Linked DNA regions of Sus scrofa: regions 2, 3, 4 and 5 are each linked to region 1. A link is a contact called in public HiChIP or PLAC-seq data. All regions are on one chromosome and are shown on one strand. The core of a region is the stretch at or near the end of the contact, and the rest is flanking DNA. Distances in the headings are between cores, read along the strand shown. Region 1 holds the start of AKAP6 (A-kinase anchor protein 6). Region 2 holds the start of LOC110261745. Region 3 holds the start of HEATR5A (HEAT repeat-containing protein 5A). Region 4 holds the start of DTD2 (probable D-tyrosyl-tRNA(Tyr) deacylase 2). Region 5 holds the start of NUBPL (iron-sulfur protein NUBPL).

The links. HiChIP or PLAC-seq counts read pairs in DNA pulled down with a chosen protein or histone mark.
Region 2: a contact with region 1 is called in an H3K27ac HiChIP or PLAC-seq map of alveolar macrophages. The contact joins the promoter of LOC110261745 here to the promoter of AKAP6 in region 1. A contact is called at or near these places in 1 of 5 promoter capture datasets (liver), 3 of 47 Hi-C or Micro-C datasets (blood and skeletal muscle) and 2 of 2 datasets of contacts at active chromatin or transcription factors (alveolar macrophages and skeletal muscle).
Region 3: an H3K27ac HiChIP or PLAC-seq map of alveolar macrophages shows a contact between it and region 1. The contact joins the promoter of HEATR5A here to the promoter of AKAP6 in region 1. A contact is called at or near these places in 2 of 2 datasets of contacts at active chromatin or transcription factors (alveolar macrophages and skeletal muscle).
Region 4: an H3K27ac HiChIP or PLAC-seq map of alveolar macrophages shows a contact between it and region 1. The contact joins the promoter of DTD2 here to the promoter of AKAP6 in region 1. A contact is called at or near these places in 4 of 5 promoter capture datasets (fetal liver, fetal skeletal muscle, liver and 1 more), 2 of 47 Hi-C or Micro-C datasets (both in liver) and 2 of 2 datasets of contacts at active chromatin or transcription factors (alveolar macrophages and skeletal muscle).
Region 5: an H3K27ac HiChIP or PLAC-seq map of alveolar macrophages shows a contact between it and region 1. The contact joins the promoter of NUBPL here to the promoter of AKAP6 in region 1. A contact is called at or near these places in 3 of 5 promoter capture datasets (fetal liver, fetal skeletal muscle and liver), 2 of 47 Hi-C or Micro-C datasets (heart right ventricle and liver) and 2 of 2 datasets of contacts at active chromatin or transcription factors (alveolar macrophages and skeletal muscle).

The regions. Positions count from the first base shown.
Region 1 is chr7:67,459,319-67,464,547 of Sscrofa11.1, reverse strand. AKAP6 (A-kinase anchor protein 6) reads left to right here and starts at 2,401. Exons shown (of 16, transcript XM_021099874.1): 1 at 2,401-2,653.
Region 2 is chr7:68,317,181-68,322,409 of Sscrofa11.1, reverse strand. It overlaps LOC110261745, which reads left to right and starts at 3,265. Exons shown (of 3, transcript XM_021100055.1): 1 at 3,265-3,318; 2 at 3,376-4,707. The coding sequence starts at 3,265. The coding sequence ends at 4,497. It overlaps HECTD1 (E3 ubiquitin-protein ligase HECTD1), which reads right to left and starts at 4,243. Exons shown (of 41, transcript XM_021099884.1): 1 at 3,585-4,243; 2 at 1,995-2,276. The coding sequence starts at 2,134.
Region 3 is chr7:68,140,746-68,145,974 of Sscrofa11.1, reverse strand. It overlaps HEATR5A (HEAT repeat-containing protein 5A), which reads right to left and starts at 2,378. Exons shown (of 38, transcript XM_021099894.1): 1 at 2,245-2,378.
Region 4 is chr7:68,103,416-68,108,644 of Sscrofa11.1, reverse strand. It overlaps DTD2 (probable D-tyrosyl-tRNA(Tyr) deacylase 2), which reads right to left and starts at 2,483. Exons shown (of 3, transcript XM_013978134.2): 1 at 2,251-2,483. The coding sequence starts at 2,403. LOC102164814 (a long non-coding RNA gene) reads left to right here and starts at 2,070. Exons shown (of 4, transcript XR_304522.3): 1 at 2,070-2,234.
Region 5 is chr7:68,025,754-68,030,982 of Sscrofa11.1, reverse strand. It overlaps NUBPL (iron-sulfur protein NUBPL), which reads left to right and starts at 2,422. Exons shown (of 10, transcript XM_013978129.2): 1 at 2,422-2,589; 2 at 3,142-3,289. The coding sequence starts at 2,482.

The DNA.
Region 1 (5,229 bases), core at 1,152-3,651:
CAGTAGGTTGGAGGCCAGGTTCTAAGGTGACACCTGTGAAAGGGCGTGACCAGCCACCCTGGCTCCGCCCCACCATCCCACTGACGATTGCGCGGAAGGACTCAGGTCCGAAACACTCGTGTTCTGGTGGAGCCTGGGGTATCCTAGAGTGTGGTGTTGACCGTCAGATCTGAGTGGTCAAGTCGTTGGAGGAAATCTCCTGGAAGGCTGGACACTGGGCTCACTTCAATAAAGTCTTTGGAAATTGTACAAGGCTCCCATGTCACAGGTGATATATCAGCGACACGTTCCACATTTTTCTAGGAGGATCCGAGTCCGATTCAGAACCCTAGTGACCCAACGTCCTGGTGGCCCAGTGGGCCAACCGATTCCCATACACTTAGAGAGATGCCACTTGTTCCAGGCAGGCCGCCAAGACCGCACCACTGCCGCCTCGCCGACAGACAGCTCGCGCTCCGCTCGCTCGCCCGATCCTCGAGGGCGCAGAGCCCAGAGCCGTCAGCCGCGCTCGCCGCACCCAGCATGCTCCGCGGACCGAGCGCCTCAGCAGGAGGACCCACCGCCCGCACCTAGAGCCCCGGACGCGGCCCTTTACCCAAGGTGCCTCGGGCGCTCATTTGCATGGCCCACAGACATGTGAAGCCGACAGATCGCCGCGGTCTAGCGATCGTGGCACCAAACGTGCGAGCTTCGTGAGTGGGTCCGCGACGTCAAATATCTCTAAATGTCCCGCGGTCGCCGGGAAGAGGCGCAGCTTGGTCACCGTAAGTGTGATAGCAGAGATATCGCCGTGCCTTATATAGCCTGTGGACAGAGGCTGAATCGTGCTCGCTTCGGCAGCACATATACTAAAATTGGAACGATACAGAGAAGATTAGCATGGCCCCTGCGCAAGGATGACACGCAAATTCGTGAAGCGTTCCATATTTTGCGCCCTGCCCCCTTTGCTGGGGAGAGGTGGGGTTTTGAGATTAGTTTAAGAGACCTGCTCTCCTTTTGCGCCTTGAGGACTCTGGCGAGACTCTTCCACCGCAGTCTAGCTCGACTGCTACCCTGGCATTTCCATGGCCCACCGGTCATGTTTCTATAAGTTACTTGGGTAATCGTAGTGTCTGTAGTCGAATGCTTGTTTTCATTGGTTAAAAAAATCTGCTTTTGGTTTGGGTAATGAACTTTCAAATTTCCTGTGACGGAATCCACCCGATTTAGGTAAAGAGGCATTTTGAGTGCCCCTTAGAAGCCAAATAAGAACAGGCCCACAAGATCTGTCTCAGACTACGGAAAGCAGATACGAATGAGCTTGCTGCGTCAGTTTTTAACTGAATCTGGAGCTCTAGGATCCACATGCACTGGCCAGCGTTGATCTGATCCGATAACAGTCGCTGCTTTGGTCCAGCTCACAATCTGAGCGAGAATTTACGCACTCTAGTCCAACACGACCAAGGAATGTAACAAAGTAGGTCCCAGAAATGTGCGCTAATGTTCTTTACTTCCTTTAGCAGGATTCAGTAACTTAGCGATAATTCAGTAATTTAATAATTTAGAAATGATTTGTTGAGGACTCATCCAGTAATTCATGTCAGGCAGTCTTGAACAAGAGGCGAACCCACTTGGGTCTCTTGCTTTTGTATGGTTGGAGGAGATAAGACCATGAATAAGTCGATTTCAGAACTTTTAAGTTCTATGAAAGGGATGCAAGTTGATATTTCCCTCATTTCCGAGATGTGAAAAGAAGGCATATTTGGACATAAATTTCCATGTGCAACTCAGCTTCATTCTCATTTAATAAATTGCCTCATATGAATATTTTTATAGTGAAAATAAATCACAATTTCAGTATTGAGTGCCAGACGTTTTGCTTTTGACTCACGGTGTTTCCTTTGGACATTAATTTCCAGATGTAACTCAGCTTCATTCTCATTTCATAGATTGCATTATACGAACACTTTTATACTGAAAATAAATCACAATTTCAGGACTGAGTGCCAGACGTGCTTTTGGAGCTTTCAAAAGGCTAAGGCTGTTTAGACCGCGCAAAATATGGAACGCTTCACGAATTTGCGTGTCATCCTTGCGCAGGGGCCATGCTAATCTTCTCTGTATCGTTCCAATTTTAGTATATGTGCTGCCGAAGCGAGCACGATTCAGCCTCTGTCCACAGGCTATATAAGGCACGGCGATATCTCTGCTATCACACTTACGGTGACCAAGCTGCGCCTCTTCCCGGCGACCGCGGGACATTTAGAGATATTTGACGTCGCGGACCCACTCACGAAGCTCGCACGTTTGGTGCCACGATCGCTAGACCGCGGCGATCTGTCGGCTTCACATGTCTGTGGGCCATGCAAATGAGCGCCCGAGGCACCTTGGGTAAAGGGCCGCGTCCGGGGCTCTAGGTGCGGGCGGTGGGTCCTCCTGCTGAGGCGCTCGGTCCGCGGAGCATGCTGGGTGCGGCGAGCGCGGCTGACGGCTCTGGGCTCTGCGCCCTCGAGGATCGGGCGAGCGAGCGGAGCGCGAGCTGTCTGTCGGCGAGGCGGCAGCGGTATAAAGCGGGCCGCCTCACTCACTTCGTTTCTCACTTAAACTTCCTTTGATGAGAATTTGGGGGAAAAAAAAGTAATCACCCAGCCATTACACATCTAGAAAAGTTAAGGTAATTCTTGAATATTCCATAATATGCACTCTGTGGGTTCTGTAAGGCTCTGTAAGGTTTGCGGAGGGAGGAACTGCATACAGCCAAGTAAGTAAAGCAAGAGAGGCTTCTGAAACGTATGGGCTGAGCTCAGGATGGCCTCAGCAGCGACCGTGAGGCTTTCGGCTTATAAAGGCCTGGTGGCAGGAAGAAGGGGCGGGGATGTGGCAAAGGACTTTATTTCAGACTTGACTTAGTTGAAGTCAAATGAGTGAATGCAACCATTCTGTCAAGGACAGGGATTGACGTTAGCAGGAAATAAGTCATCCCTGGTCAGCCGCTTTTCTTTCGTTCTTGTCCAGTGTTGCTCAATCGCAAGAGTCACATCTGCCAACACCCTAGGAACCTATCACGTTCAAATTTCCTTGATTGTTTGAAAGATGCCTTTTATTGTTGGTTTGTTATAGAGATCTAGACTGGTTTGTGTCTTCACTGCTATGAGGCTCTTAGAAAGCCACTTAATGGAGGTCTCTAAACCCCACCTCCCTCACAGTCAAGGTTCTGTCTTTCCACATTGTATTTGGTTGCTGAGCCTCTTAAGTCTCAATTCCCTTAACGCCTCCCTCCCCACCCTCTTTCTCTTTATGCTATTGATTTATTGGGGAAACCAGATATTTGCACCGGGGAACGTCACGATTCTTGCTTTTGGCTCATTTATGACTGATGATCTCGTTTCTCTATCCACCATGTTTCTTGAAAATTTATAGTTAAATGTAAAGTATAATTAGACCCTTCTCAATTTTTTTTATTTTTGGTTAAGGCGTATACTTTCTATGGCATCTCAATGCAGGTAATATCTGGCTGAACCAGTGGGTTCAGGCGAGGTCAGCAGCCTGACCCCTCCATTATAAAGTTTCCCTGTACATCTTTCACTTAGTGATTTTAGAATATACTGATGGATCTTTTGGCCAGGTAGAGGGTCTGGGTCTCTGTTTGTTGGTTTGTTTTTAACCCTTGGATCATGGAGCTTTAAGGATGTAAACCCAAGGCCCTTGGTGTCCAAGTTCTGTACCCCAAGGAAGAAAATTGAGAGAGAAACACCAGAAAAAGAAATGAAGGAAGACTGTCTGATTTCCTTTGAGTTTCTGGATCATTCAATCCTTTCCATAGTTTAGTTACATGAGCTAACAAATTCCCTTTCTTAGGCTAGATTGGAGCCCAGTTTCTGTGTCCTCACTAGTATGAGGCTGTTATGGAGCCACTTAATTGGTCTCTAGGCCTCACCTCCCTCACTCATTAGGCTCTCCTTTAGCTATACTTTTTTTTTTTTTTTTTTTAATGTATAATCAGTTGGATAAGAAAAATAGCTCCACCCACCCTCATCACTATTGAATTCAGCCTGTTTCTTTTCTGGATATTTTCTGAAAGGCTGTACATTTATTGAAACCCTTATCCAGGAGGACAATTGCCAGAAGTATTTAACATTTTGGATTTCCTTATTCTGTTCTCTCCTTTCTGTTACACGGTTGTTTTTTTTTTTGTTTTTTTTCTTTCTCCCGAGTCTCTATGTTCCCTTAGATTTTTCTTCCTGTTTCTTTTTTCCTGGTCCTGGCTCCCTGAGTACATTTACCCAGTTCACCTTATACCTTTGTAATTACTCTCATGTTTTCACTCCACACATTTGCAGCATTGAAACACTGTTGGCTTCTGCCAAACTAGAAAATATTTAAGGTCTCATATTTAGATTTTGATGAAACCAATTCTTGCTCTTATCAACAGTTAAGTGAGATTAAGTCTCCAATCACTTTTTTAGGGGGCGATGTACTTTAACACATTTTTTGCAAGTTGTATAGCAAAGTTTTGAGGTTGGTGGCTTTTTAGATAATCTTTTGTATCTTAAGATTTCAGGAGTCTCAGTAGGCATTTTTAACAACTTGACTTTAGGAAAGTTTGATTTAAAGGATTTTTCTCGGCTAATTGATTTTTTAACAACAAAAAACTGAGTTTTAGAGTTTTTTGGTTTTGCTTTTGTTTTTTTAATTTCACCGTCACACCTGTGGCATATGGAAATTCCCTGGTTCAAGCCACAGCTGCAGCAATACTGAATCCTTTAACCCACTGTTCCAGCTGGGGGATCAAACTGGCACCTCCTCAGTGATCTGAGCTGCTGCAGTCAGATTCTTAACTCACTGTGTCACAGAAGGAACTCTGAGTTTTAGTTTTATGTTCTGGAATGTTTGGACTCTATTACCAATAAATGTCATAATAATTGTAACTACTTTCATTACCAGTGGAATAAAACAATCACCTGTGTTTTCATAGTGCTATCTAAAACTATGGTGCCTCTTACAATCAGTGACGTTTTAGACCAAAAAAGGTGGAAAATCCCATTTCTCAGAAAAGGAAACTTAGGCTAAGTGTGTAGTGATTTCCCCAGGCAGTAGTGGTACCGGTCCTATCATCTTCTGAGACCAAATTCATTTCTCTTTCCACTGTACCACTTAGAGTATTACTAGGTCATACACTTTGCAGTACCTTAGAAAAGAATAAAGATTTCAAGCCTGTCACTTTACAACCACATTTCTTGAGTTCTGCTC
Region 2 (5,229 bases), core at 2,016-4,515, 860 kb before region 1:
TCCAAGCCATGTCTAGGACCTGCACCACAGCTCATGGCAATGCTGGATTCTTAACCCACCGAGTGAGGCCAGGGATCGAACAATGTCCTAATGGATATTAGTTGGGTTCATTATTGCTGAGCCACAATGGGAACTCCATTTCAAAATTTTCCTTAAGAAAATTTTTTTTTTTTACAGTCCCACCTGCAGCATATGGAAGTTCTGAGGCTAGAGGTCCAAAGGGAGCTATAGCTGCAGCCTACACCAGAGCCACTGCAACACCAAATACAAGCAGCATTTGTGATCTACACTGCAGCCTGCAGCAATGCTGGATCTTTAGCCCACTGTTCAAGACCAGGGACTGAACCCACATCCTCACAGAGACAACATCAGGTCATTAACCCACTGAGCCACAGTGGGAACTCCTCCTATAAAATTGTTTTAATAAGACTTTGTAAAAATGTCATTACAAATACCTCTACCAAATGCTAGTATTTAATAAAAGATATCATAGTTGATTTGACTGGTATGCATGACTTAATTTTTAAAATACCAAAAGCAATTCTCAGGTTAATGAAAACCTTCTAATGAAATCTATGAATACCCAAAAATCTATTTCACTTTTCTACGAACACTGCCAAAATAAGTATTAACAGACAAGCTAAATTAGGTTCTGAAAGTCTTTCAATAACAATAACTAGCTGAAATAAATGGATCACTAACAAACTGTAATTTGGAAACTTTGTTCATAAGGATTTTTACTGTAATAATACCATTTCAATGGGATTTACAACTAAGAATTATTAATAATTCTTTTTTTTTTTTTTTTTGTCTTTTTGCTATTTCTTGGGCCGCTCCCGCGGCATATGGAGGTTCCCAGGCTAGGGGTCCAATCGGAGCTGTAGTCTCCGGCCTACGCCAGAGCCACAGCAACGCGGGATCCGAGTTGCGTCTGCAACCTACACCACAGCTCACGGCAACGCCGGATCGTTAACCCACTGAGCAAGTGCAGGGACCGAACCCGCAACCTCATGGTTCCTAGTCGGATTCGTTAACCACTGCGCCACGACGGAACTCCTAATAATTCATTTATTACTTCACCTTAATTACTCAATCAAAAATGAAGATGGTTAAAAATACTTTTGTCAATTTAGTTATAGTCTTTATTCCCAACTCAAAGAAATTAAGATTATACCAAATTTTATGTCAACATCTGGAATATTTCCTAACAATTACTTCAAAATGGCATCAAAACAAATACAGAGGCATCTGAGTTTTCACTTATCACTGGAATTCAAAATTGTAAATATAAATATAAAATAAACAGCAAAAACCAGTGTGTTTGGCATTCAAAACAGTTAATCTAATTAGGCAAGCATATAAGTGGAAACATATGGCATTAATGACCAATCTAGTTCCTTTACATTTTTGCAAATTCTACATAACCTCTGAATGAAACTGTTTAAACTCTACAAACCTCAAAGTTTGCTTCTACTATTCCAAAAAGTATGTTATATGGGTAAGGTCTAATTTATACCTGCTCCAAACTGAAATTTACAAACCAATCATTTGCTTTAACAAAGGCAGTGTCATGAATTAATACCAAGGGCAACTGGAAACATATATTCATTATAGTTTGTATTCTTTTGTTAATTTCAGGCCAATTTTTTTCATACAGAAATAACCAACCTTAAAGAAGTATTTGTATTTCCCAGTTCATAAAATATTCTGAAAATGGATCAATCACACACAAGGTTAAAATTAGTATTCCCTACTAATTCCTATTCATTCAACAAACATGTATTTGTGTCGTAACTATCATTACTGGAGTTAGTTCACCTACCAATTTTTATTTCTCAGAAAAATACAAATGCAAAACTGCAGAAACTTTTTAAAAGTTTTAAAACTCACTGAAGAAAATTCTACAGAAGCTAAAATCAGGAAATGGCTGAAAACATGTCATGTAGATGTCACTACAGCAACTCCAAAGGAAGATGATGAAGGGATGTACTTACGTTTCAAAACAACGATCCACGTTGTCAGACATCAAAAGCAGCATGCATAGCTGTTCAAGGGCTATTAGTTGCATGTCCCTTTCATCTCCCTGTCCCATCTGCAGCCATTCCAGCAATGTATCTGGATCCACATCTGCCATGGTTTTTTTTTTTTTAAAGGCTCTTTGCTTAAATTAAAAAAGTAAAAGCAAAAATTCCTCTAAATGTCCAGAAATGATCAGGGTGGGTTTAAATTTTTTTTTTCTTTTACACGGGCCAGAGCCAAATTTTCGTGGTGTCCTCCTGGAATTAGAAAAGACTCATAAGTGTGTGTGGATAGAGAGCTTAATGCAGTTTTTCAACTTTCCTTATTCCTCGGTTTAACTTCATATATCACACTAAATAAAAACCAGTTTTGAACAAGAATATAAGCTGATTAGGTTGCTGCTTAACTGGAAACCTGAGCCGTCTTTGTCAAAGACAGTTAAACAAGCTTCCTATCCCAGTACTGCTATCACTAATGTCTGTGCCAAAAGGCAAACAACACCTTACTATGAGTTCTTTTTTTTCAGCAAACGTCTTTCCCCTCCTCGACCCAAAACTGATCTTCGGATAAGGATGAGAATCAGTATTTTAAGGAGACTAAGAATTTTGATCTAATCCCTCTCCAAATTAAGTTTCTATTTTAAAATTACCTCCAATTTCATAAATTCTGCCGACTTCTCGATTTACTTACTGCTATTCTTACCATATCTAAATACAAATGATAGACACAAGATCTATCTAGGAATAAAAACTTGATTAGGAATTTTGGCTGTTTTGGCAACTGTTTTTAAAAGTTTTAAAAGAAATGCTAAAAGTAAGTACAATGGACTAACACATTACGGATCAGAATATAGGCTAATCTATGGTCCTCTTTCCCTGTCCCCATAGAGTGGGCAGTTGGTTAAAAACAACAACAGCGAAGGAAAAGCAACCACAACAGGCAAGTCATTACAAAAGCTCGTAAGTGCCGTGAAGGAGAGACGGCTTTGGGTCCCCTGCAACCCAGGTGCAGGTGTATAAACCCAGCGGCAGGTTCCAGTGGGCACCCAACGGCGGCCGTCAGCAGGGGTGACCCAACACCCTAGGCCCACTCGACCCCGCGCCGAGAGGCGCAGGCACCGCGCTCCGGTTTCCTGGCACCAAACCCGGCTAAGTTAGCTACCTGTGTCGAAAAGGAGGGGGAAGTTTTGGAGGAGGAGCAGCAAGCCTCTCTACCCTAGAGGAGGCCACCGAGGCGGGCTCGGAGATGGGTCTCCCGGGAGCGGCGCCCGGAACTCCGAGGCCCGGGGAGATGTCCCTGGCCCCGCCGGGCGGCGAAACCTTCTCAAGGACAAGGGGAGGGGGGGGGCTGCCGTAGGTTCCGGCTTGGACAAGCCGGGTCCCGCCCCGGGCAGAGCCAAGGCTGGGAAACAAAGGGGCTAAGAGGGTAAGTCAACAGCAGTGCCGCCGACCTTACCAGGGGCCGGGGTCTCGCTCCCAGCCCGCCGCCGGGCATCCCTCATCCCGGCACCAGGGCCGTTCCGACCGCCCAGGGAGTCCCCGCCTCCCCTTCCCTCAAGCTCTTACCCGGGCCTGTCCTCCCAAACCACTCCGGTCCAGCTCCAAGCAGGCCGCGGGCAGAGCCAGGCCCGGCCGCGGCCCTAGAGTTCCCAGGAAGCCGCAGGCCGCGCAGGTCGAGCCGGGCAAGCGGCACAGGAAAAGCCGCTCCTCGTCCCTCCCCTTCCTCCGCGGGGACCTGGTGACGGGGAAGCGAGAGGTTCCCCAGACCAGCGGCAGCCAGCGCACGTCCCGTCCCCGGCACGCGGCTCCTCCGGCCTTACAGCTCAGAGGCCCGCGCGGTGCTGCCGGCGGCGGCGGCGGGGGAGGCCGCGTCCATCGCGATCCGGGAGGGGGAAGGGAGGAGGGTCGGGGGAGAGCCGGGCGGGGAAGCTGCGGAGGGCAGCCGTGCGGCGCGGAGGCGGAGCAAATGGGCTCTACTGACTGCGACCTCGCCGGCCGCCACGTGGGGCGCTGCAGGTGCCGGTCGGCCAGTGGCGCAAGGGGCGCCAGCCCTGGGTGCCAGGCGGCGGGACGCGTCGCCGCCTCTCTCTGGTCTCTCTCGCACTCCGGGCCTCGGTCTCCCTCGGCCTTGTCAGCTGTCGCTTTACTATCGTACGCCCTGCACCTTCACTATGCTATCAATCGGAGCGCGCTCCCACCACCCCGCACGCGCGGCTGCACGTACGCTCAGCGTGTTTTGCACGGTGTGTACACACTTGGCGCGCTCCTGCTGACGGCACTCAGGCTGCACGTCAAACCTGCGGCCCAGGCTGTCTTTGCCTGGCGTCCTACCAGGGCGACCGTACCCGGCCAAGAACTGGTCACCCCTCCTCGAGCACCGAAAAGTGTCGCGGGAGGAGAAGCGCCTCCCTTCGGTCCTAGGAGGCAAACCGCCCGCAGTTCGTTGGAAAGAAAATCTTTCACAACTCCGGGGAAGTAAATATTGTCGAGTGTTCTCTCCATTGTACGGATGAGAGAACTGAGGCTCCCAAAAGCGTGAATTCAGGCCCAATGGCGTCCCCAGTAAGCAGCAGCACTGCGAGTGTGCTTTTGATTTTTTCCTGTGGGTTTTGGTCGCAAGAATGTCTGTAATTATTCCCTTCGGACGTTCTGTTTCACAGGCGTTGAAAACAAAATATATTTGCTTATGGTACGTACATGGAGATATTTAGGATATAATTAATTGGAAATGTGACTATAGCTTCCTTTTTTTAAAATCAAGAAATTAATGCCTTGGTTTGTGAGATAGGTAAACCCATGCCCAGACACCCACTGTACTCTCACTTTTTCATCTTTTAAACAAACATGAATATTATATGATAGTATTTGAGAAGCGTTCTTTTAAGCAGTTAGATTGGGTTCACCATATGCTTGAAGAACTAGTATTTTGGAAATTACAGATTTGCACTGAAGATATCTATAAGTACTTGTCCGACTGTGGCAGGTAAGTGTCCCTAGGTCTCCTGTTAACAGATGAAACTCAGAGAAAAGAGTAGAACATTCCAACTATCTTGTCAGAACTACAACACATGAGAATAATTATTTGTGAGCTATGAATGTGACTTAAGAGCTGCAGGAAAATCTTTAAGGAGGAGGTGGGTTCCTCTTGGACCTTGAAGAGTGGGTAGAATGTGAACACCACAAGGGAGGAGAAAGAATACAAGCAAACCCT
Region 3 (5,229 bases), core at 1,129-3,628, 680 kb before region 1:
TACAGCTCCGATTAGATCCCTAGCCTGGGAACCTCCATATGCTGCGGGTGCAGCCCTAAAAAGGAAAAAACAAAACAAAAAACCTGAACCTATTTCCTCCCACAAAAGACTTAGTGATTAAGAGTTTAGTCCAGGGCCAGCAAATTTTTCTGTAAAGGACCAAAGAGCAAATACTTTAGGCTATGTGGGCCACAGAGTATCTACCACAACTACTCCTAAACAATACATAAACAGCCATAAACAGATATCAAATGTGGCTGTGTTCCAGTAAAAGTTTTATCTATAAATACCTGCAGCAGGCTGGATTTGACCCATGGCCTGTCAATTGCTGACCCCTAGTGTAATCCAAAGAATTTAACACTACAACTAGATAAAGGATACAATTAAGTGATACAAACAAGTCTCCAGTAGTTCCTAGGGCAGAAGTTAATTCTTTTCTTAAGTGAAATTTAATAACCATTTCAGCAATCTCCTTAAAATGCAGAAGTGCTTTTATGTAAGAGGACTAAGGTCCCACTAAAGGGCTGTTCAAACCCATCAACTATACTATGGATAATTTAACAGAAGATTCAATAATGCAGACATCATTAAACCAGTTAAATAGGATCGGAAATAAAATAATTTTAGAATATGAAGGGACCTAAACAAATCCAGAGTTTAATCTTTTGCTTTTTTCAAAAGCTAATTAAGAAAAAGTCATAAAAGGTCATAGACTGTCTCAATCTTTTCTGTTTCCTCTTTTGGTGGCACTGGCTGCATGGGGAAGTTCCCTCGGTAGGGATCAAACTTGCGCCACAGCAGTGACCCCAGCCGCTGCAATGACAATGCCGGCTCCTTAATGTGCTGCAACCACAGCGGGAACTCCGCCTCCTTTTTCAAATAAAGGTGAATGGAAGAAAGGAAGATAGGTGAACTGCCTAAAGACAAAAGTTCTTAAAGAATGCATTCCTTAAAGAATGCATTATTTATGCATTTTAAAAAAAATTTAAGATTCTGTGGATTATGTATTTTCTGTTACTAAACTCAGACACAATGATAAACAAAAAGGGAAAAGTGACCTAAAAACTATAAACAGTAGTAGAGGAGCTTAAGATAGAATTCAACTCTTCCAATACTATAGCCATCTATATAAAACTTTTTTCAACAGTCATTATTCTTATGCTATAAAAACTGTCTGCTTACCCATTTCATTAAAGGAAAAAAAAAAAAAAAACTACGGTGTTAAGATGTAAGACAAATCTCGGGTTCAATGATGTTTGGAAAACGAAACAGGACAATTCTCCTCTCACCATCCATTTAATGCCAACCACTAAGGACACTTCTACTTTCCTTACACTTTAATCTTGCCAGAGTATTTCTATGAAAGTTCTACACCGTACTTACGGACCTTTTCCCCTTTTGAACCTCTTCTCTAGGCTGGAAGTTCCTTAAGGGCTCTGAGTGAGCCTGCACATAAAAGGTGCCGAATACTTGCTGAATAAATAAATGCACACAAAAAAATGTACGACTTTTAGTGAAGGAGCTCAAATCATTTAACAACTATTATACGACTTGACAGTTACAAAAATCATCTTAACTTGCCAGAGATATACGTTACTGCAACTAGTAAATACCATAAAGGGCTTTATAAAGTTTCCAAAGACTTTATAATTCCTTGAAATGACGCTGTGCTGGCCGAGTAGGGTACGAAGAAATGTTTCATCATACTAAGCAAGTGCTAACCTAGCAAAGGCTTGCTTTCCTTCAGAGAAGGGCTGGATTAGTCCTTCTCCACTCTCTACGCCATATCCACTCTCCACTGCTCCTGGAAACCTGCCTGCAGAATCGCCCGCGGGCGCTCAGAAAACCTCGCCCGGAGCTCGGGTATGGGCCCCCGCTCCCGGCCAACCCAGACACGGCGGGCGCCGCCAGGGCGGGTCCCGGGAGCGGCGCGCCGGCGGGGCGGGCTCGGACCTTCCGACCTTCCCCGCACGCCCGGGGGCACCCGGCGGCCAGAGTCCACGCCTACCTGTTGTGCTCGGATGAAACCAGACTTTCCCGGAGCTCAGACCGACCGACAGACTGCATTGGCCATTCGGTCGTCCGGGCGCCCCAGTTCAACCCCTCCTCGGAGAGCTCCGGCTCTTTCGTCCAGGACCCCTAATTCCTCGACCCGTTCCTGCTCTGAGTCCCCCCTTCCTCCACCTCTTGGCTGTCGCGAACACCACGGAGCAACCCCACCCCCGCCCAAGAAGCTCAACTCACGGTGCAGGCCCCGGTGCGTGGTGCCTCCCAGCCGGCAGGTTGCCTGGACACCGCCCCCTCTCGCCAGGATCCGCCTCCACTTCGGGGATTCCCGACTGGTCGCCCCGGGTCCCCCACAACTCAGCGCCCGTCCCAGCCCCGCCACGTTATCTGTTCCACAGCGCAGCAGGGCAGCACTGGGACTCGCCAGCGGCGGCGACGGCGAGACAGCAGGCGGGACGGGCGCGCGCGGGGCGGGGCAGGAAAGCCTGGAGCCTTGAGGGCGGCGGGAGCAGGCGATTGGGAGCGCGCCCCGCACAGCGCCGCCGACCCCAGGCCCCGCCTGCGGGCCGCCGAGCCATCGAGCGCCCACTCTGGCAGGCGTAACTGCTCCACCGCCGAAAGAGCGATGACGGAGACGGTGTCCTACTTTGAGGCAACGGCTGGCTTTGCAGCCCTGAGAGTTCGGCCACACCCATTTTTGTTTGCTTTTAAAGCCAGACCCAATCCTTGGAGGCAGCCTTGGGGCAGCTGAGGTCTAAGGCACAACTGGAGCCTAGGGAAATTCAGGCAGAGATTTCCGTGGGTGTAGATGGTGGAAGGGACCCTAGAGAGAGCTTTGTACTCCTAAAAGTCTGGGGCCTGTCATGAAGCCACTTGCTCAAGGTCACACACACAGTCAACAGCAGAATTGGGACTAATAGCCTCTTGACCCCAAGTCAACTGCATTTTTCCAGTATACTCAGCGTTTTTAATGTAATTTTTCAATTTCTATTTTGAAACAAGTGCAAGCTTACAAAAAATGTTGGAAGTATAATACAAAGAACATTTTTCTCCTGAACTATATGAGATATAAGTTGCTGACATGATGTCACATAGTCCCTAAATACTTTAGTCTGTATATCTCACTAATAAGCATTCACTCCTACATAATCCTAATATAACTATCAGAATCAAAATGTGTGATATATTACATTTTGCCAATTTCCTCAATAATGCTAAGAGGAAAGGATTCAATGCAGAATCAAGTATTTATTTGTCTGAGTTCTGGTCGTTGCTCAGTGGTTAACGAATCCAACTAGGAACCATGAGGTTGCGGGTTTGACCCTGGTCTCACTCAGTGAGTTAAGGATCCTGTGCTACAGTGAGCTCTGGTGTAGGTCGCAGATGCGGCTCGGATCTGGTGTTGCTGTGGCTGTGGTGTAGGCCAGCAGCTGTAGCTCCAATTGGACCCCTAGCCTGGGAACCTCCATATGCCGTGGGTGTGGCCCTAGAAAAGGCAAAAAAAGATTTAAAAAAAAAAGTATTTATTTGTCATGTATCTTTAGTCACCTTCAATCTGGCACACTTCCTCAGTCTTTCCTCGACTTTCATATCCTTGACACTTTTGAAGATTCCTGGCCAATTATTTTACAGTTGGCCTTCACTTTGCATCTATCTGATGTTTACTCATGGTTAGATTCAAGGGTAGGTATCTCTGACAGCACTCTCACAGAAACAATGCTCTGTCCTTCTCATTGCATCCTATCAGGTGGCACCTGATTTTAATTTGTCTCATTTTGATGTTTATTTCAATAATGTAGTGTCTGCCACACTTCTCCAGTGAAGCTGCTTTTTCCTCTTTGCAATTAGGTATTTTGTGGGAGAAATTCTTTGAAACTATGTAAGTTTTTTTGTTTCTGATCAAATTTCAATTAACTAATTTCTATCAGTATGAAATCAGAGTTTCCTATTTTATTAAACCTATTTTATTAAAAGGTTATAGTCTGCTTCTATCATTGTTTATTTTGGTGTTCAAATTGTCCCAAGTTTGGTTCGTGGGATTCACCCCTTCATTCTGGCTTCTATATCTTTGTGTATGTGTTTTAAATTCTTTCACAATGTATTATTCTAAATATTTCTTACATACAGAAATTTGAAAGAGCTTTTAATAACATATATCCACCAACCATATCCATCAATTAACATTTTACTGCTCTGTGGCCTTCTGACACACCTCCATCATTCTTCGAGTACCCCCTTACTTTCTGGCATAAGATAAGACTCATCTTGCCCCAACCCTGGACGCAGCTAGTTTATCTGGGAGTCCTGGTTCCTTTGCATGGAGAATGGTATTTAGAAGCACTAGACGTACTCACTGCTATTGGGATATAACTGCTTAAGCTGTCTTAGTGTTTGCAGCTAGGGAATATTTGTACATTCATACACATACCATCTACATACATCAGTGCATCTATATGTGTAGACCACATACACACAAATTTAACAGTTACATTTTCTTTTTCTTTTTTTGGCTGTACCTGAGGCATATGGAAGTTCCCAGACTAGGGATCGAATCAGAGCTGCAGCTGCCAGCCTACACCACAGCCACGGCAACATGGGATCCGAGCCACATCTGTACCTATGCCACAGCTTTCGTTAACACCAGATCTTTAACCCACTGAGCGAGGTCAGGGATCAAACCCACATCTTCACGGATGCTATGTCAGGTTCTTAACCTGCTGAGCCACAATGAGAACTCTTTTTAATTTAACAGTAGATATTGAAAAACATATGTTCACAGTAATATCTCCCATCCAGCATTGCACAGGCTATTCTAGTTTTCTCTCTTCCACATTTGTAATCCCCCTGCAACTCTTACAGAAAGAACCCAGGATCCTATTATTTTTGAGATATTTACTTGCTTGAGTACCTCTCCAATATTTAAGCAATCACCCATTCCTGCCACCTCTCCCTTTGGAGGGCGCTAAGGCTTTAAAACCCCAAAACTAGCCGCACAAGTATCTCCTTCTCTTTGCTTACCCCTGCTTCCAAACTCTGTGCCCATGCCCAGTCCATAAAACTTGCCCACCCTGCTCAGGCTTCATTTTTTTTTTTTTTTTTTTTTTTTGTCATTTCTTGGACCACTCCCGCCACATATGGAGGTTCCCAGGCTAGGGGTCTAATCCCAGCTGTAGCCACTGGCCTACACCAGAGCCACAGCAACGCAGGATCCGAGCCGTGTCT
Region 4 (5,229 bases), core at 1,234-3,733, 640 kb before region 1:
ACACATGCAATGTCAGAATTAAGTATCTAATTATTTGCAGAAATAAACCCCTGTCCTTCCCATTCACCATACTATCTCCTTTTTAAGGTGTTTTCTTTTAGTTTATTCCAAAATCTCTTAAACTGTGACCTACAAATTCCTCTCTTCAAGTTGAAATCACTTTCCTTGTAGCTTCTTTTGATATAAATAGAACATTTCAGATATATAGGAAACCACAGATAATTCTCACTGTAGCTTAATGAAATTCACCTCTGAGGAAGAGCATTAGCCTCTGAAAGCAAAAAGCCTAAACAAATGGAACTAAGAACACGAAAAGTAACCTTCAAATCTTTGACAATTAAAAAAAGTCTTTTAAAAATTAGAACTTTAAATAATAGAGGATGTCTGAGAAAGGAAAGAATTTACTCTCTCACTAATTACTTGTCAGCTCTTTATATTAATTTAGCCATGTGTGGGAATGAAAGAGAAATAAAATAGCTTTTAAAGTTTTTAAACAAACTCATAGTTTAGAAGGTTGCAATAAACTTGTGATTCTGCAAAAGGAGATATGGCATGAAGAATATAAAAAGATATGGAAGCATGGAAGAAATCTAAGTAATGAGCATGTCCCATGAAGCAACTATAAAAATAGGCAATTCTTTGGATAGCATGGCAAAAATAAAAAGAATAAAATTTCAAAATATGGAAGAGAAAAATTTAAAAGGTCACAATAAAAGTAAGAAATACTAAATGAATTTTTGAGATGAAAAAGGGGAGGGCAAAAATATCGGAATGTTTGTGCTTATGAATATTTCCAAACTGGCAAAGAGTAACAGATTGTGATTTAAGAATAACCGCCCACATATATCGTTTATGGGTAGCATTTAAAGTGATGACTAGTAGTCTGTTAAGGAATGCTAGATCTGGGACAGGACTTAGCAGATACGACAGATGAAATGAAATGCTCCTATATTAAAGTTTCTGAATACCTCCAAAAGTCTTTACTACTATTATTACAATTTTTTGCCTTTTCATTTCAACTTACTCCAAAAATAAGTCGAGGGCCTTAACGAATATTTCACGTGTTTTTGCATGGAATTATGCACAGGGTCAGGCTGCCTTTTTTTTTTTTTGGTCTTTTTAGGGCCGCACCTGCGGCATATAGAGGTTCCCAGGCTAGGGATCAAATAGGAGCTGTAACCTCCGGCCTACGCCAGAAGCACAGCAACTGCCAGATTTTAGCTGCGTCTGTGACCTACACCACGGCTCACCGCAACGCCGGATCCTTAACCCACTGAGCGAGGCCAGGGATCAAACCCACAACCTCCTGGTTCCTAGCCGAATTCGTTGCCGCTGCGCCACGACGGGTATTCCCAGGGTGGCCCTAAAAAGGCAAATATTCAAGTCGAAGGGCATCATTGGTGTAAATGTTTTAAATTCTTTCGAGGAAATATGATAACAATGCAACATTATATAAAAGTAGTAGTCTTTGTTCCTAGTTAGAAGTAATTCAAAATTTTAAGTTTCTTGAAAAAGGCAGTGTTTCATGGGCAACAATCTCATGTCTACACTAACACCTAGCTGCAATCAAAAGGGAGTTCAGGAGTTCCTGCGGTGGCTCAGTCCAAAGGAATCCAACGAGTATCCATGAGGAATACTATAGTATTCACGGTCTGGCTCAGTGGTTTAAGGATCCAGCCGTGCTGTGGCTGTGGTGTAGGCCAGCGGCTACAGTTCCAATTCGACCCCTAGCCTGGGAACCTCCATATGTCTATGTCTGGATGCAGCCCTAAAAAGACAACAAAAAAAGGGAATTCCATGAGATCTGGAACATGAGTCTAAACAAATCTGGAAGACTGCAACAAATATAACCTATAAGCTCCAATCAGATAAACACAGGTCTCCAGCAGCCCAAGCAACACGCAGGGCATAGCAAGCCTTTCTGCTCTTTTGAAGCAAATGTCTGAGACTACTACGCCCAACGTCCCCTCACTCAGGTAGGCAGAAGGTGAGGGGAAGTTCCAATTCCCTGAGTCCCAAGCAGAGGACACCCTCTCCCGCTGGGAGAATGAATCTGAAGGAGAAGGTACCAGGGTCAGTGGGGCAAGATTGAGGAGACAGGAAAAGCGAGGCCGGCAATGGAGGGTACTGGATAGTTGACCGGGCGGAAGTCCAGCACCGCCCACTGCACGTGCCCGTCGCCACGCGGCCGGCTCGGAGGGAGACGCGGAAGAGCAGAGCACCGAGACAACGCGGTAAGAACCCTCCTACCGCGCCAGAGAATAACCGCAGGAGCTGCGGGGCTGATGTTACCTCCACCCATTGGGCCGCGGCGTCCCCCTCGGCGGGGCGTACTTGCAGCCGGGCATGCAAGCACTGCTGCAGGAGCGCCCGGGCCTGAGGTGTCCGGCCACTTTCAGCCATGGCTCAAGCCCGGGAGGGGATAGCCCACGGCTTCCGGCCACCCGCCGCACAGGCGGGCGGGGCGCAACCCGGCAGAGAGCAGGCCTGTTCGCCCATAGCCACGCCCCCAGAAGGGCGCGGCCTCTGCCTGGCTTTCGGTGACCCGGATGTGCGGTCTTCAAAGGCAGTGTGTACTAACCCTTGCACCGAGGCTACCCTTCTCAACGGAGGCTTTGAAAGGAGTTATAAAAGACCCAGCGGTTCTCTTCCCTACATACCTTTTAAAGAAACATTTTTTTCAGCTCAGAAAGCTCAAGTTTTCAGACGTTGAAAAATTTTAAATCTGCCTAAATCCATATTATACCCATTTTGAAGCTAGATAAATAGTTTGAGTCAATTGAATTACAAAGCAAGGGGAGATGGAATTGAAAGCTATAAATCTTTCAAAAATTTTGTTTACTGTAATTAATAAAACAATGCTACCTCCTCTGTCAGAAATGCTGTAAATCATTCTGTTTTCGCAGTTGCGGAAACGTATTGATAGGCTATGTGTATGCATATTTGGAGATCAATCTTTTAGAGAATATCATTGCTAAAAATATTCTTATATAGGAAAGTTGTGTGATAGTTAATAATTTTTAACATACTACTTAAAAAACGACAGATTCTGATGCTTATAATGATATTAAATTTTGTGATGTTTCCTGTACGTGTTAGAACGTATATAAAATTAAACAAGGGCTTGATTTTCTTTCCCACATAACGTATTCCTTAAACCTGCATCAGATTAGCATTATTTTTCTATGGGCTTAGAGGCTTTAGATGAGGAATAATAGTGTTACTCTGACTGCATTATCCAGGTCATTGATTTGGGCTCAGTTGGCACAATATGCCTATACATTCCCGTCTGTTGTTTTAAAAGATGACATCACTGACAGTGTTGCTAGCCATACAAAGTAGTGTGACCGAAGAAAATAATCCATGCATAATCAGAAGTCCTTTCTATATAGACTTGAAGCTGCCTGTTAGCTGGTTATGTTGCAGGCTGCCTTAAGCTTTTTGTAAAAACGGAAAACAAAATTTTTATCTGTTTGCTGCATTGCAGGGATTCCTACATTTGTTAACATTTGTCGGCCATGCACAGACAGCTTGCATTGTTTGCACCTTTATGTCTCTTTTCTTTTTTGCATGTTTCTGTCTCTTTAATGTTTCACTCCCAGACTCAAATTTTACAGGGTTGGCTCAGACATAGAGGCCCTTGGTCTTGACCCAGAATAAGAGAGGACTTTAATGTCCCTTTGTATATGGCGGTAGTAGATGGGGAGGTCTCTGGAAAATAGTTTATTGTTCCCAGAAATTTTTACACAGTGAAGGGACTTCAGCAAATTGGGAAACTCTTCCTACAAATAAACGGAGCCTAGTTGATAATGGTTAACCTCTCGGAAAGCACCAATTACTTTAAACCTTCCTGTTGGATGAAAATCTCCTGGAAATTACTGTAGGTAATAATTGGTTATGCCTCACTTATTCTTTGCTTCTACCTGCAGAGGGCAGTAGAGAGTAGGCACCAAAAAGAAAGTATTTACTTTCCATATTTTACTTTGAACGTTGTCTGTTTCCACAAAGAATTTAAGAAAGCAAGCCATGCCTGCAATAAAATAGTGAAATGTGAATAAAAATAAAGCATTATGGGTAAAGAAAATAGAATATACCAGTTGGAATGGGGGAATCAAAAACAAATAGATGAGACTGGTTCTTGACTGGAGTGCTGAGATGATAAAGTATGTAGCAAAGTTTTCACAATATTTAACTTTAATTGTTGCTAAACAACAGTTGTGTTCATCACATGTAATGTTGATGTGGCACACATTGTACAGTTTGCTTCAAGTTAGAGGTAAAGGCAAATACAACATTAAGTTTGCTCTAGAGATTGGTGATTCACTGGAACACAAAAGAGTTTTGCCGTGTAAGTATACAAGAAATCACTTTTTGGGCAGGAATAGTTCTCAAACAGCTACAATGCTGAAAGGAGACCATATGGATAGTAGATTACTTACAAATCCATTCTGGGCCCTTTGAGATGGTATGATAACTTAAAGAGTTATTTTGAATTGTTTAATTCCTTCAAGTTGGCTGCCTCCAATTTTAACACTCAAAAGTGTTTTACAAACATGAAAAATTTGACAACCACTTCTGAAAGCTCCTTTGCAGATGATAATAAGCTTCCTGGTTGTGCAGAGGAAAGGGAAGAGAAATGAACTATTTCATACTCTGTTTCATAGTTCTTGGAATAATAAGTAAAGCATTCCATAAGATTTAGCTATAAAATGAGCCTTTTGCCTGAGGATTTACATTGGATTATGTTAATCAGTAGATTAGAGGTAGATGTTTCCTTTCTGGAAAGGCTGGAAGAAATCTAGCCCCTACTTCAAAGCTTAAAGAGGTTTTATTTTGTTTTGTTTTGTTTTTTTCCTTCAGTGCCTAGAACCAGAATATCAATTTATTCATTTGCAATAAGAAATATTGCTGTGACATGGAGTGGAAATTCTCACATAAGGCATGATGAGCACATTTCCTCCTGTGGTCAGGCAGGGGATCCTAGATTATATTCAGAAGTCTCTTTACTAATTTACTGCGAGAGATAATCACTCTTCTGCTAGGGCATCTGAAACTGAGGTGTGAAAGACCCATGTGAATTCTGGCTTCGAGACACTTGGCACATGATTAATTAAGACTGTGAGGAAAAGGAAACATATTTAAATAAGAGCTAGAAAGAGTTCTGTGGCGCTGCTGGGTAAGAATCCAGCATCGTCACTGCAGCAGCTTGGATCACTACTATGATGTGAG
Region 5 (5,229 bases), core at 1,173-3,672, 570 kb before region 1:
GCCCATGTCATAAGCCTCTATAAAACCAATAAGCATGACAATAGCTAACATATTGAATATGGGTACTGTGTGATAGGCATTCTATGTGTATTGTTTTAAATTCAACCTCATTAACAGCCCTACAAATAGGTATTACCTGTTTCATAGATAAGCCAAAGGGAAATTTAGAGATGTGAAGTCAAGCTTCTGACCTCTCTTTGGGATTACTGCAATAACCTCTCTAACCTCCCGTCTCCCTGCCTCTGATATGGCCCCTCCCATCCATTTTCTGCCTGGCAATCATAGTGGTATTTCTAAAACACAAATCTGATAATGTCACTTTTTGCTTAAAAGCCTTCTATGGTTCCCTCAGAGTAAAGTCCACACCCCTTTGCATGATGTATAAAGCCTTTCAAGACCTAGGCAACCTTCACCTTGCCAACCTCTAATTCTCATCTCCTTCAGTCTTGCACTTCACGGTCTATCCTCAAGCCACAGATTATTTGCAGTTCCTAGCCGTTCATTCTCACCTCTGCACAATAACTCTGTAGCCAGCCATTCTTCCTACTGAGTCTTACATACTTCAGGATTAAGCTTAGATGTTACCCTATTCAGAAGCATCCTGATTGAATTCCATCCCCCTCTTTTATACTTCTGTATCACTCAGTGATTTTTTTCCTATAGTTATTATACCATAGTGTAATTATTTGTTAACTTACTCTGTCTCTTGCACTGGATTGTTTAGTCCTTGAGTGGAGAGATTATGTCTTGTTTACGGTTGAAAACCCTAAAGGTTAGTGCTTGGTGCATAGTAATTGCTCAATAAATATTTGTTAAATGAATGAATTTTCATTAGAAGTCTGGAAGAACTTGCAAAGCCACCTGGAGAGAAACAGACATTTAGCATTTTTTTGTTTAGTAAATGGATTATTCTGACAGCTATTCTCCATATTCAATTGGCTTTTAATTTACAAATATTGAGCAGATACAAATTTAAAATTAAGTTAACTGAAAACACATCACAAAATAATAAAATAAGAAAGTAATATAAAGCAGTAAGCTAAGAATGCCATACCTAGTGTAAGATAAAGAAAGTTGAATGAAGTAATATGCTTGTTAGTCTGGGGGAAAAAAGCAAGGAATTGAATTTTTTTTGGAGCTTAATAAGTTGAATGTACTTTGCTGGTAATATGTCATTTAATTCTTACAGTAGTCTTTTAGGTTGTTATGTTATACCTGTATTAATGCTAAGGATATTAAAGATCAGATTAAAACAAAATAACTGAGTGATTATACAACTAAATTTGTAAATATAAGAAGCAAATAAATAAAAATTAAACTCAGAAAATATTATGGAAAATATGTTAGAGTAAATCACCCTATACCCTAAATGATTCTTTTGCTGAGTCTGGATTCCTGTATCAGCTTTCCAGCTTTCTCTCTCCTAAAGTGATTTCCTTCACTCTCATCTACTTTGTTTTTTTAATTAATTTTTTATATTACTCAATGAATTTATTACATTTATAGTTGTACAGTGATCATCACAACCCAATTTAATAGCATTTCTATCCCAAAGCCCCAGTGCATCCTCCCACCCCCCAGCCTCTTTCTTTTGGAAACTGTAAGTTTTCAAAGTCTGTGAGTCATTGTCTGTTCTGCAAAGAAGTTCATTGTGTCCTTTTTTCAGATTCCACATGTTAAGTGATAGCATTTGATGTTTGTGTCTCATTGTCTGACTGACTTCAATTAGCATGATCATTTCTAGACTGAGACTGATCCATGTTGCTAAAAATGCCATTATTTCGTTCCTTGTAATGGCTGAGTAATATTCCATTGTGTACATGTACACATCATCTACTTTGAATGTGGAGATATGTACTTGCTTTTACCAGGATGAATCCCACCTCCTTCCTCAAGCTTTGTCTCACTTAAGTTGCTTCTTGAATGAAATTTGCTTCATTACTCCCGCTTTCTGATGCAGCTAAACCTTTTTTGAGCTTAGCAAAGAACCCAGACTTTTCTTTCAGGGATTTACCAGCCACACATCACGAAGTATCAACACAAAGCAGACTATTATTGTAGACCACTCGGGGGAAAAATATAAAATCCTTAGCAGTGGGAGTACTTAAGTGACTATATGCTCCGCTGTGAGAATGCCTGGAGTCATTTTTAACCTTCACCATTTCCTTCTTCTCAGTTGTGTCAGTTTTCTAAACTTTGATAATCTGCTTTCCTCTCTATGAAAAGAGGATCCTAGTAAGTCTCCTACCTACCTACTCCTAAACTTATGTAAGGACCAAATTAGAGGTATGTGAAAATGCTTCCCAACCATTTGGTAAAACGCTGTAAAAGGTTTGCGCGGCTACAGGGGCGTAGTTGTGTTCCCAGGCTAAAGAAACTCAACGCTAGTCGCTAGGGGAAGAAAAGCGTTGTCGTGTGACGTCATCACCCAGCGCCAACCGCGACGATTTCCGGGTTGGGCTCAGGGCTGCATTCCGCGCCATGGGGGCTTGGCAGCGTTTGCTGCTCTGTGGTGGGGTGTCGTTTCGGAGTGGCTGCGGGGCCTTTGCCCCGCGTGGGGGAAGCCGAGTGTTGGTGTGTCGGCGCCAGGTCCGTGGTGCTGCGGCGCAGGGGGAGGCGGGAGGGTCGGAGATGCCGGTCGGCAGGTACTCTGTAATTGCCTCTTATCTAGGACTCGCTTTGGTCCTTCGTGGGCCCCTGCCCACTTGGCAGCTGAGTGAGACTGCAGTTATCTGGACGTACCCACATGACAGGGAAGCTCCTAGTAGGACCAGGCTAAGACATAGAGGGGCATGAAATAGTTGGTTGAAATATGGATGTGTGACATTTACGTCCTTTTTTAGTGTTGGTTTATTTAGAAAATAGGTTAAAAGAGGGGGAGAACACGTGGATTTAACTCCTTGAAGAGGCAATTTATTTACTTCCCATTTTTAACGTCAGCATATCCTGGCAAATAAATTTCAACTTAGTGTGACTGCAATTGTGATCGATAACAATAGGTAAATGACACTAAAGTCTTCCTAGTGGAGATGAGCAGAATTAGAAAAGAAAGCCCTCTTAGTCACAAATTATGAATTGTTTTTACTTTTATAGGGTGATAATGAAGATGGCTTATTTTAAAACTTTTTTTTTCTTCTTAAGTTATCTGGCGGTGAAAGTGAAACCCTAAAAGAGAGAAGAACACAAATCATGACCCGAGGACTTCCAAAGCAGAAACCAATAGAAGGTGTTAAACAAGTTATAGTTGTGGCTTCTGGAAAGGGTGGAGTTGGGAAGTCTACTACGGCAGGTATTATAGGATATTAATTCTCATCTTGAGTATGATTTGATGCCAATTGGCAAGTGCACAATATTAACATTATAGTTTTGTTTTTAAAAAAGTATTTGTGAAGTTCTTAATAGCCGGTTCCTTAGTATGAGGAGTTGGTAGTATTTAGGAACTCAGATTTTGGAGTTAGACAAAACTAGGTGTATCACCCGGTCTTTGACTCCTTAACTGAGGAAAAGGTGGTCAGGCTGCCCATCAGATCTTCAGTTTACTTAATTGTAAAATGGCAATGATGTTAATCTTTTTCATAAGGTGGTTATGCAAATTAAACAAGCTAACCGTTTAACCCAGTGTCTTCTACATAGTAAGTACTCAGTATTTGGTTGCCCTTATTTTTAAAACATTCAGCCTAATACTAAATTTATTTCTGTTATTTGATGTTCTTTTCCAGTCTTTCTCAGTATACATGTACCTAAGTAGCTGTGATGAGATTGTTTACATTATTGGGACCTTTTTTCATTTAACCATAATTTTCAGCATTATAAAGTCAACGATGATCTAATATTTGAAAATATTTTACTTATTTAAAGTATCTTTTAATCTTTATCTCTTTTATATTAATATACAGAAACAGACAATTTTTGGTGGCTTCTTAAAATTGATTATAGATTTCATGGTGACTAACGTGCTGCTTTCAGTACCCGCAAAAGAAGTATCACCAGAAATAGAAGTGTTACCATCCAAGACTAATAACTAATAACCAGATACTCCCAATTTTTTTCAAAAGAAACTTTTTATTTCTAAAAAAACTCAGTGTAATAATGTAGAAGGGCAACTCCCCTCCTCACAGTTCAGCTCAACAATGGCAACTTGTATGGTTAATTTGGAGTCATAAAGCTCTCATATTTTATTGTGGCCTCATTTTAAATGTTAAGTCATGGAGTTCTCGTGGTGCAGCAGGTTAAGGACAGGACATTGTCACTGAAGTAGCAAGGGTCAATGCTGTGGTGTGGGTTGGATCCCTGGCCCAGGAACTTCCACATGCCATGGATGCGGCAAAAAAAAAAATAAATTTTTTTTTCAGTCATATTAATCGGAATGTCTACTAAATCAGATCTTATCCAGCCTATCCTTTTTTTTTGTGGTTTATTTTAAAAAATAATTATCCTTATTATGTTTCATTTTGTTAGTTTTGGCATAGATCTGGACTGTTAAGATCTCTTAGGTATTTATATATTTATGTATTTATTTTTGGCTTTTGACTGCAATTTCTGCATTTTTTTTCTTTTTTTGCCACCCCAAGGCACATGGGGTTCCTGGGCCAGGGAGCTACACAGAAGTTGCAGCAATGTCAGATCCTTAACCCACTGTGCGAGGCTGGGGCTCGAACCTACCTCTAGTGCTTCAGAGACACTGCCGATCCAATTACACCACAGCGGAACCTCCTCTGCTTTTTTTTTTTTTTTTTTTTAAATTGAGGGGTAGGTGATGTACAGTGTTATTTAGGTTTCAGGTGCACTACGATACAGTGAGTCACAATTTTTGAAGGTTATATCCCATTTATACTTATAAAATATCGAGTCTATTTCTTGTGTTGCACAGTATGTCCTTATAGCTTAGTTATTTTATTTTTTATTTTAATTTTTTGCTTTTTAGGGCCACACCCACAGCATATGGAAGTTCCCAGGCTAGGAGTTGAATTGGAGCTGCCACTGAAGGCCTACGCCACAGCCACAGCAACACCACATCCAAGCCACGTCTGCGACCTACACCACAACTCATGGCAACGCCAGGTCAAACCCTCATCCTCATGGATCCTAGTTGGGATCGTTAACCTAACCGATGAGCCATGGAGGGAACTCCCTAGCTTAGTTATTTTATGCATGGTAGTTTATACCTCTTAATTCCCTATCCTGTCTTGCCCCTCCCCACTAAGATCTTAAAAATTCTTTTTTTCTCAG